Linked DNA regions of Callithrix jacchus: region 2 is linked to region 1. A link is a contact called in public Hi-C data. All regions are on one chromosome and are shown on one strand. The core of a region is the stretch at or near the end of the contact, and the rest is flanking DNA. Distances in the headings are between cores, read along the strand shown.

The links. A called contact is a pair of places that touch in the nucleus more often than the background predicts.
Region 2: a Hi-C map of skeletal muscle shows a contact between it and region 1, with 7 times the contacts expected there. The contact joins two enhancer-like sites. A contact is called at or near these places in 3 of 3 Hi-C or Micro-C datasets (induced pluripotent stem cells and skeletal muscle).

Annotation. Positions count from the first base shown.
Region 1 is chr20:13,819,850-13,825,729 of calJac240_pri, forward strand. All of the region lies in intron 2 of LOC108589336 (a long non-coding RNA gene), which reads right to left. Among named protein-coding and RNA genes, the nearest start is that of CES5A, 73 kb to the left of the region's middle. Within about 2 kb of position 1,357, at least 3 of the 16 cell types and tissues checked have an H3K27ac peak or open chromatin away from gene starts, as enhancers often do. A contact at or near this core is called in skeletal muscle, where this site is marked.
Region 2 is chr20:14,191,389-14,196,684 of calJac240_pri, forward strand. All of the region lies in intron 3 of GNAO1 (G protein subunit alpha o1), which reads left to right. Among named protein-coding and RNA genes, the nearest start is that of AMFR, 100 kb to the right of the region's middle. Within about 2 kb of position 2,208, at least 1 of the 16 cell types and tissues checked has an H3K27ac peak or open chromatin away from gene starts, as enhancers often do. A contact at or near this core is called in skeletal muscle, where this site is marked.

The DNA of each region.
Region 1 (5,880 bases), core at 107-2,606:
AAACAGTTATATCTGTTTGAAGCAGTGCAGGCTCCAAGCACCAGCTATTATACTAGCGTACATAGAACAGAAAAGACAGGCTGGAGAGGAAGGGCTTTAACCACAGTGTGATGTTAGCCTAGTCATTCCCCCTCTCTGAGACTCAGTTTTCCCATCTTTCATACAAGGGATCTGGACCAAATAAGCTTTAACTGAGTATACTGTAAGAGGATCACCAATGATACTGAAGCTATGAATACACAGACTACGAAGAATTAGGCTTCAATTCTTATATAGTCCCAACAGCAGACTTTAAGCCAGAAGAACTTTGATTCCTTGAAGTTGATAACTGAACGATTCTCCCAATAGAGATATCCACTCATATATTTATCTCATCCAAAGACATCCTCCACTCATGAACCATCCCCTCATTAGGCCTCAAAACAGATGCAATCCCCGGATGCTTAAATCAAACTACCTTTACCACTACACGACCAGGCCTTTACTACAGACAATAGTAAAGAGCTGGAGGGGCAGTATTCATCTTTGTCTGAAACCTCCCATATGAGTATTATCAGCCAAGATATCCCACCTGAAGATTCTCTTTCCAGAGAAAAGTTGCGAGTCATTGAGCTGAAGGGGACTCACCTCCATGCAGAGAAGTGACCAAGACCTCCAGGATTAATCATCTTCCATTTCCTGTTCAAGAAGACTTTAAAGGACCTGACAGACTCTCTGTATTACTTCTGGGTGAAGAAATTGTATTGTAAAGACTTGGGCTCCAGTCCTGGTTCCATCAATAACTGACAATACGACTCTCAACAAGACCCCTCTTCTTTAGCGACTTGTCGCCTCACCATAAAATGGAGTCAATGGCCCCTGACGACCTCCTGGATTGTTGAATAGATCTAATGAAGTAAAAGGTAAGAACATGCCTTGAACAGAAAAAACTCTCTACCACCACTGGGGACCCTCATCTTTTGGGAGACGGAAGGCAGGGCATCCTCTTATCCCTGTGGTGCAGACCAACCTTTTTTCCCATGCCTGTGCAGTGCCACTCGGACCACTAGATGGCAGTAGCTGTCACTTGCCAATTCTGGAAAAAAAGGGTGTGGGAGAGCCAGGGGCCCGCCTGCTTTACAAAAACTAGGCCAAAGCCAGCTCGTTACATCACTTCTGATCCAAGCACCCGGTTCAGTCTGGATTTTTCCTTATTGCAGGCGACAATGCAAAAAACTTCCAGGCTCCTGCGCATTTCAATGCTAATTGTTCGGCCTGAAACCAGTCTTTAACTCCCAGGGATTGGTCCTGCAGGCTCTGACCCATCTTCCCTGGATACAGGCTTCTCTACCTAGCTTCTCCTACTGCCCTCTTCAGCTACCCCATGCTAATACCCCACCCTCAGCCACACTTGAAGTGAATTTCTCATCCTGCCTTTGTATCTCAATCTCATTCATCAGGTACTTATTGATATCTACTTGTGTGCAAAGGCCTGCACCAGGGGCCATGCTGTGGTAAGTGGGACCCAGACCCTGCCCTCGAGGGAAAGAAGGGGGCTAGAGACTACATGAGTTCATATCCACCTCTGCTTCTCACTTGCTATATGCGTGATTTGAATCAGTCACTCAAGTTTTCTCTTCATCAATTTTCTTCATTTTAAAATGGGGTTAATAGTAGGCTTGTTTTGTTTATTAAATGTGCTCATACTGGCCAGTTCTTTGACTTGGAAGGGGGTCTAGCGCTTCATAAGCAATAATCATTTACTGAGCACCTACTAGGAGCAGGTACATTATCTGATTTAATGGTCATATTAATGGCTCAGAAAAATTAAGCCATGTGCACAAGGTTGTTCAGTGAATCAGAAGTAAAGTTAGCATTTGAACCTGGTCTGTCTGACTCCAGGAGCGCTGCCTTCAGCTGTTCTTACAGAAAGTGAGCAGCTAAACAAATGTTTCAAGGGACTTGCAGACGACACTACCAGTTCCAGTCCCAGCAGCACAACTGCAAATTGGGCATCCTAAACCTGCTATTCGGGTCTCAGTGATCTTGTCCTGGATTTAGCTCTAGCACTAACTGGGGCTCAGTGATCTGGGAAAAGACCCCTCCTTGGGACTCAATTTATTCACCTATAAAACAAGGCAGCTTGATAGATCAGTATTTTCCATACATGTCTACTTGTCAAAATCAAGTGGGGTCTTTCTTGAAAGTATGGAATTTTGGACTCCTTTTCAGACCTACTAAAATAGAATCTCCAGAGGAAGGGTCTGCAGATCTGTTTTTAACAAGTGATTCAGAGGATTCTTAGGATCAGGAAAGTTAGGAAAGCATCCTAGGCCCAGATGATCTTAGCAATTCCCCCAGCTCCTACTATCACTCAGTCCGGCTCTTGATCTGCCTCCCTACAGACCCATCATGAACACTGCAGTCCCTCTCCCTATGCCCCAGGATTCGAGCCCCCTGAGCAGTTCCCGACCCTGCATGGATTTGAGAGCTCCTTCCTTCCTGTAAGGCACTTAGGTTCTTAAGGGAGCTAAAGCTATTTAAATAATGAATGGAATTTACAGTAGCAATTGGAATTCATTTAAGCAATAAAAACAATGATTGCAGTAAAGTCTCCTTAAAAATCTTTTCATCGAGTTAGAAGGAAGATAAAGGAACTTCTCCTTTGACTTTCTAACATGCAAATCAGGAAATTTTGACGAGACTCAATTCTAAATTTCTGCAATGTCCATTTGGAAGGTGTAATGTTCACTGTCAGAATAACAGTGCCCTGCTGCCCCAGTCTGATATACCCAGAAGCCGTAGGTCGATCCACATTTCAGGCCAAGGGCAGCTCCTGTGTCCTGGTGGGGAGACTTGTGGAAAAAAAATGGGAAAGAAGCCAGCCCCAGCTCCATTCTACCAGCTCCTACTATAAATCCTCTCGATCCTTGTTCTTCCTGTTTGCAGAGTCATCAAACAGCACAACTGCGCAATATTGGCTGCCCATTTCCCCCTCTTTCTGTTGTAGTCTCTCAGTTCTTGCAAGCAGTTGATCTCACTAACCTGAAACAGACCTGAAATTCTCACTGTTAGGCCATGCCCTTGGGCTAAGGGGATGTTTTCTGAACCAGTATGTACCTTGAGCTGAGTTTTGGTATATTAGTCTGAGTTTTGGTATATACCAGAAGATTGGTATATTAGTCAGCTCCTGCCATAATAATGCCACATAACAAAGCACCCCAGTACTCAGTGCTTATGACCTTCAGTTATTTCCACTCATACACATATGGGTTAGCTGGAGCAGCTCTGCTGATCTCACCTGAGCTCGGCTGAGTTTGGCTCTGGCCTTCAGTTTGATCCAGGTACTCCAGGTATCTCTCAGTTCGTCTTGGACCCACCAGGCTAGCCAAGACATGTTTCTCATTGTGATGGAAGAAGCCCAAGAGGGCAAGCTCACCACTCAAGTTTATTTCAAGCTGCTGCTGACCTCATATCTGCTCATATCCCATTGACCAGAGCAAAGGGCAATGACATACAATCTGCCCAATGTGAGGCTAAAGCCAGTAACAGGACACAGAAAATGCATGGGAAGGTTAAAATGGAAAGAAGGTCAAGCACTTGGGGCCACTCCCTGCAGGTGGGATGACACAGGGGAGGAATCCTAGAGAAGCTGGATCTGGGCTTCATTTGGAATTCACTTAAGCAATAGAAACACGGTGGCAGTAATGTCGCACCAGGTTGTTTGCATTAAATAAATCACAATTTCAGCAAAAGATCAGATGGAAAAGAGATACTGAGTGACCATTTGTCCCACCCCCTCAGCTTCCTGATAGACTTATAGGGTAAAGGGGCTTATGGAAGGTCATTAGTCAAGTAAGAGGCAGAAGGAGGAATATTATCTGTGCTTAAGCAATTTTCCCATCTGAGATGGGAACAGTCAGGGAATTAAAATTTCATTTATTTGACAAACATTTGTTTAACATCCACTCTGTGCTGAGCAGTCTTCTGGATGTTAGGAATAGAAAAGTGAAAAAGCACTTCTCATAAAGCTTCCATTCTGCTTGGGGGAGAAACATACTAAATAAACAAGGAAATCTATTGCATGGTGATGAGTGCTATGGGAAAAAATAAACATGGTTTAGTGCCAAAGTTAGGATCGTAGGGAGAGGAGGTTAGTGTCACTAATTGGGTGGTAAAGGAAGATAAGAGGACATTGGAAATGGAAGTTGAAGGAAGTGAGGGGAGGAGCCATGAAGCTTTCCGGCCATTTTCAGCAGGGAGAACTTCAAGTAGGTCAGGAACAGCTTGGCATGGACTGGCGTGACCAAGGGGGAAGTAGTGGAAGGAAAGGTCAGCAGGACGGCAGGGGAGGGCCAGGTCATAAAGAGTCTTGGGGGCCATGGAAGGGCTTGGAGTTTTGATTAAAATGAGATGGAAATATTGGAGAACTTTGAGCCAAGGAGACATATGAATGGACTCTGGTTTTTAAAGATCCTTTTGACTGCTGTGTTGAGAATAGATTGTAGGGGCTAAGAGTTTGGAAGCTGAGAGCTTTATTAGGTGGTGTAAACAAAAAGAAAAGTGATGTCAATCAATTTAAAGGCTGATTTTGCCCAAGTTAAGGGCATGCCTGGGATGAAGAGACACAAGCCACAATAGGATCTCTGGCTCATACTTTTTCCAAGGAGGATTTTAAGGGCTTCAGTATTTAACAGGGAAAAGATAGGCAGGCAGGGAAAGGAGGGGAAAAAAAGAGGGAGGATATGGTTACATTTTTATGAGGCTTTGATTAGCACTCACTGAATCCACATGTTGTATATGAAAAGGAGGGGGCAGAGGAACAGTCAATTATGTATTCGTCTCGCGCTCAGTAAATCTGCACTTTACATAAGATACAGTAAATACAGAGTACAGAAAGAAGTCGAATATAAATTCATCTCAGGGTAGGCGGTGGAAGGGAGGGGTGCAATTTCTAGTCTCCTCTTGTCCTGAACCATAAAGATAAGCTGTTAACTTACATTGTCAGGGTGAGGGAGGCCCCCTGGGGAGAACATGGCCTTCTATCTAGTAGCTATCTATTTAGGATCAAAAGGAAAGGCAAGTTTTTGGCATGACTTGGTTTCCAGGTTTAACTTTTCCCTTGACATGCTGAGTTGGGGGTCCTGAGATTTTATTTTTCCTTTCACAGTGGCAATTGCTGTAATCCAAGCTAGGGATGGTGATGGTGGCTGGGACCCAGGGGTTGGCATTCCAGGTGGTGAGAAAGGGTCAGATTTAAGATTTTGGATGGTAAAGCTGAGCAGATTCCCTGATGAATTTATTAATGTGGTGTTAGAGTCTGAGGTCAGAAATGACTCTAAGATCTTTGTCTTGATTGACTAAACAGATGTATTACCATTTTCTGAGTTGGGGAAGCTGCAGAAGATGAGATTTGGGTGGGTAAATCAAAATGCATGTGTAAGGGGCCGTTGCCTCCCCATACTTTCTGGCTGGCCAAATGTAGCTCCTTTCCCCATTTCCCAGAGCAGGTTGAAGGGTTTCTGTAGCCAAATATAGCTACAATGGTGCTTTGCTCTGTTACATGTAGTAACTTTCAGTAAATGCTTGATCATAGGTTGGGATCCACAGGAAGCAGACCCTGAGATGAAGTTTAGCAGGTATGAGGTTCATTAGGGAGTTGACCTTGGGGTCAACACCAGTGGAATGAAGAAGAAGAGGCAGATTGGGAAGAGGGAGACAGTGATCTGCAATGCATTGTCAGGGAAGCATGGGGAGTTCGGAAGATAAGGTGAGCCTTCAGAACTGCCTGAGTTGGGGCAGAAGGCTGAGAAAGAGGGCTACTGACCACCAGGGGCAGAGCCATTCTTTTATCTGAGGCAATCCCCAAAGGGGAGAAAGGGGAAATGTGTCCTTCATTCC
Region 2 (5,296 bases), core at 958-3,457, 370 kb after region 1:
CCTACGCCCCTCTTTGGAGCATGGATTCTTTCTCCGGGGACCAGCTGGCTGACTGGAGAGAGCTTTCTTGAAGCAGCACCCCTCCCTGCTGGGCACCATGGACTGTTACACTGATTGTCACCAGGGTGCTGCTTCCCCAGCACACTCGTGACCAGCCCCCAGCAGTACATGTGCTCATGGCAGGCACCAGGGCTGTGTGCCACGATGAGGGACCCCCTATGTACTGCCAGTTCTGGAGCGTCACTATCGCCACCACCACCCAGGCACCCAGCTCCCCGGCAACAGCCCAGAGCAGCCTGCTTCTGGGAGGGCACCTGTACCAAGGTCCCTACCCCTCTCAATGGACTGTCCCCTGGGCCTTGTCTCCACCGGCCTCTTCCTCTCCCCGCCTACCCCTTTCTCCAGCTGCTTACAGGTGCAGTGCAAAGGTTTACATAGGGGGTTCTCCAGAATCTTGAAGTTCCCCCAAAGTGCCTCACCTCCACCATGGCAGCTTTGAGCCATTTATTTGTCAACATGAAGAGTGAGATACCATTTAGTCAGAAAGATTGTACTGGTTACTGTGAAAAAATATGTTCATGCTGGTTACTATGAAAAAATATGTCTTTAAATCATCAATGTGGAAGAGTCCTGTAGGTGGCCTGAGAAATCACAACCTCTCCCAGCCTCCTGATCCTAAACCCATGACAATGGCATCTTGCTCACTGTTAACATTCAGAAATACACAGTCTCAGCCATGCCCTAAAAAACCCCATTCTCCTCCCATGCCCCTGATCATCATGAGGGTGGGCAGGTTGCTCTTCTCATCTCTATGTGGCCCTGGGCAGCCCACAAGGTGGAGCCATGGATACTTGTCCACTGGGTGGGCACTAGCGCAGCCCACTCCTCAGGGCCGCTCCTGTGCTAAGTGCCCTCCATTTGCTCACACAACAGCCTTGTAAAGAAAATAATGGTACTGTCATCCCCATTTTGCAGGTGAGGACACTGAGCCTCAGAAAGATTATACCCCTTGCTCAAGCTGGAAACTGAAGCTGGATCTCAGGTCAGGGTAGCTCCTGAATTTGCAGTCTGAAGCCCCCCAGAAGGCTGCATGGAGCAGGACTAAAAGTCCAAGGAGGAAGCGAGCATAGGAGGCTGGTGGAGGAGGCTCCTCGAAGGGTGTGGAGTGGCAGGAGAGTCAGATGTTGGATTCCATGGTGGATTCCAACAGGTGCAGAATGACGAGGCAGGGCCATCCTGGGCAAATGACTACAAAACCCATCCCACCCACACCTACACATCTGAGGACATGCAGTCACATTTTCCCTCATGTACAACAGAGAGCCCCTACCTTCCTCTCTGAAGCTGAGCCTCAGAACCGTGGGGACAGTCGTGGGAATAGGGGCCCACTCCTTCAGGCCTCAGGCAGACACGCATGTCCGTAAACTCCTTACAGGACTGCCTGCTACTGAATCCCCCAGACTGCCTGTAGTGTGCAGCATGTGGCCAGTGCTCACAACACCGCTAGTGCCATGCCAGGCCTATGGGAGAGAGAGGAGCCACCCACGCAGGAAACGCCACACGGCATGTGGGCACGGTGCATGGGGTGTGGTCAGACAGTAAAAGAGGAGCAGACTCAGCTGCCGGGAAAGCCAGGGGTGCTGCAGGAATGGGAGGGGACTTCCTAAAGGAGGTAGGCCCCGAATTAGCCTTGGCAGGCTGGGGGGTATAATAGGACTATTTGAGGTACAAGTGCAAATATAAACCAAACAAACAAACAACATATCCTCCACTGGCTTTTTTTTTAAATCAGGGGATTGATTGAGTCAGATAATTAGAAAGCCCAGAGGTCTCTGTGGCTGCAGGTGCAGCTAGATCCAGGCATTGACATGTTACCATGACTCAGGTGTCTCCCTCTCAGCTCTGCTTTCCTCAGCGATGGCTGCACACTTTGCTGGGGGGGCTTCCTTTGAGAGCCTCTCTTTCCTAATAGTTGCTACATGTGTCCTGGGGCTGGCTGGAAGTGGAGACTGATTGTTAGTCTAATTTGAGAAATAGGGATTCTTTGTCCACCCCAGACTGATCACAGGCCAGCAGGATGTGTTGGCCAAGCCTAGCGCATGTGTCCACCCCTAAAATCAGGGGAGATTCACCTCAATGCAAACTACTCAGATTGGGTTGGAGAATGGTGCTTCCCTTCTGGGAACTGGGGCTCTGCTGCCAGAAAACAAGAGAGAAAAGCCACAGAGGCGGAGAGGGCAGCTGCCCAGCAGAACAGGACTGGGCAGAGAGGAGTGGGCAGGCCTTCACTGCCACCTGGAAGCGGTCACCGCTGCCCCTCCTACAGCACTGCCTGAGTGGGAGCACAACATGAGTTTCCTGTAGAAGTCAGCTCTAGCAGTCTGCCCTGTGTAAAACTCTTACAGGCCAGACCTGGGATCTTCATTTGTTCAGGCTACTGTAGCAGAATACCATATGCTGGGTGGCTTATAAACAACGGAAGTTTGTTTCTCACAGTTCTGGAAGCCAGGAAGTTCGAGATCAAGGCGCTGGCAGATCAGTGTCAGGTGGGGATTGCTTTCTTATCGACAGCCCCTTCTTGCTGGGTGCTCATGTGGTGGAAGGGGTGCAGGTCTCTGGGGCCTCTCCTATAAGGGCACTGACCCCCTTTGTGAGAACTCCACCTTTAAGACCTGATCACCTCCGAAAGGCCCCATCTCCTAATGCCAGCATCTTGGGGGTTAGGATTTAGGCAGAGGAATTTGTGGAGGGACATAAACAATCAGACCACAGCACCTGGTGAGTCTGCCCTGAGGACATGCATGTGTTTTGTCATGTTCTCATATGAGCTGGGTGTCCAGGCACGCTCTGACCAGCAAGAAACAGCAGTGCAATGGGGCTGGTAGCAAAGAGAACAGTGCTAGAAAATACCCACCCCACACACACTCCCATGGGCCCAGGAGAAGCCTTGGATGAGAAGTTCAGGCTCAGTGTGAGCCCCCCCCCAGGCCCCTAAAAGCAGGCAGACAAAGGGGCAGGGCCTCCCCTGGCTCTAGGAATTGCTTGTGAAGCCCGCCACCCTCCTTTGTGCTGGTAAAGCCCCTCCTTCCCTTCAGGCCTGGCCCTTCTGTCTGTCTTAGGCACATCTCTCTTCCCTCTGCTCAGGGGCTGAACTGGGTACCAGTGAGTTCTCAGCTCACACCTCAGGTGGCCAGGCCTTGTCCAATATGCAAGTCCAGGGCTGCTGGCTCTGGCACCGTAGAGGAGGTTGCCTTTGAGTCCAGGCTTTCCTTACTGGTAATGTGATTTTTAGCAAGCTGCCTCACCTAAGCAGGATACCCACCTGCTGCAATCATTAGAGATACAAACTGACAAGAGTTAGAGGATAGATAGGCTTGAGTGAGAAACTAGGGCCAAGCCTTGATATTAAAATGCCAAGGAAACCTACATCCTGCAAACCTGGCCGAGCACCAACTCTCTACCAAGCACTGTGCGACGCCCCAGGTACCATGAGAAATCAGGAAATGATCCCTGCCCTGAGAACCAGGCACATACAGCACGTGCTGTACCATGGTGTGCGCTGTGTGCTTTGGGAGCAGGGAGGAGGGCTTCCCCGAGGAGGTGACATTTGAGATAGGGTGGGGCCCACCTTGAGGTGGGATTACCTAGCTTATTTGGGGAATAGGAGTAAGGCTGTGTGGCTGGAGCCCTGTGAGAGGGAGAAAGTTGGAGAATGTCAGAACAGAGAGGCAGGCAGAGGCTTTGTAGGCCCTAAGGAATCTGGAATGCAGGAATGATGGGCAGCTGTTGAAGAGTTATACCCATTAGGATTAAGTTTAACTGAATACCAAAGACTCTGGAAATAATGCCTTAAATAAGATAGAACTTGATTTTAAGTATTAAAAAACACACTGAAAGTAGTGTAAGGATGACTGCAGATAGTGTGGAGTCTGGACCTAGACCGAGGCTGTTTGTAGATCACTGTTCCACTCTCCCTAGGGGGTTGACCTTGTCTTCATGATCCCATTTAGCTGCTAGAGCTTCAGCCATCACATCCAAGTTCCAGGAATTAGGAAGGAAGGAATGAGAGTAAAAGGGTGCCTTCTACCTGTAAAACGACCTTTCCTGAGGCTGCTTACCTCTCATTATGCAGAATTTGTCACATGGTCACAACTAGCTGTAAGCAAATACAGCCTTTTAGTTGGATATCAGTCTGCCCAACTAAAAATGTCTGGATTCTCTTTGGAGAGAAGAAGGGGAGAATTGACATTAAGAGGAAACTAATGGTCTCCTGCTGTGTGAGGAACAGGCTGAAGAGAAGGACCCAGGCAGAGAACCCTTGGGAGGGAACCATGGAGGCCTGGACTCAGAAGTAGGGGAAAAGATGGGGAGGAGTGGACAGCTGAAAGCAGATTTGAAAGAAGAACCACAGGACACTGGGCATGTGAAGGAGGCAGTGAAATCAAGCAGGTCTCCCAGTCTTTGAGTTTGAGCAGTTGAGCCAATAGGGAAGACAGGAGAGAGTGGAAAGGGCAGGGGACTGGGGCCTGGGGGGCGGGGGGGAGGGTTGCTGCCGGCTCAGGACCCCTCCCCATTCCAAACAGGAAGGCCTAGACCCCTGGGCTGTCTGCTAGAGAATCCCAGGAAATCATCTAGCCCAGCTGTCCCTAAGCTGTAGAATGCAACCTACTGAAGTGGGACCCATTAAATTCCATGCCATGCATGGAAGAACAAACGTGGGAGCACAGTAGCTTTCTGGCCTCAGTTTGTAAGTCGAACCCTCTTGAGTGTCCTCCTGCAAACTGTTGTGGCCCCAGGGCCCCCACATTAGCGTGTGATCCTCAGGTCCAGGGGAGGTCCTGCTCTCAGGTCCTGACTTGTTCTGACTCAGGTGCTCCACAGATCTGCAGAAACCATGAAGCTAGGGCCCAAAAAGGAAGTTTGGAAAACTCTGGCCAGGTCCACCACCCACATTCCTCAGACAAGAAAGCACCCCAAGATTGCCCGAGGTCAGCCGGGCACGGGGAGCAGGATCGCTGCAGGTCCCTGACTCATAGGCCTCGTGCTGTTTTTAGCCCCAGGTGGAGGTGCCACCCCTGCTCACCCACCAGCTGCTGCCCTGAGTCATCCCTGCCTGCCTGGGGCACCCAAAGCCCCAGGGCCAGCTTTCCAGGTTACTGCTGCCGTGTAAGGGCGAAGCCAGACTCCAAGGGCTGGGGTGTTAGGGATACTGACCCTCGGGAGCTGGATCAGGTCAGCATGGGGACTTGGCCTTCCAGCCTCCGCACCATTGTAGCTTCCTTCCCAGGACAGGCAG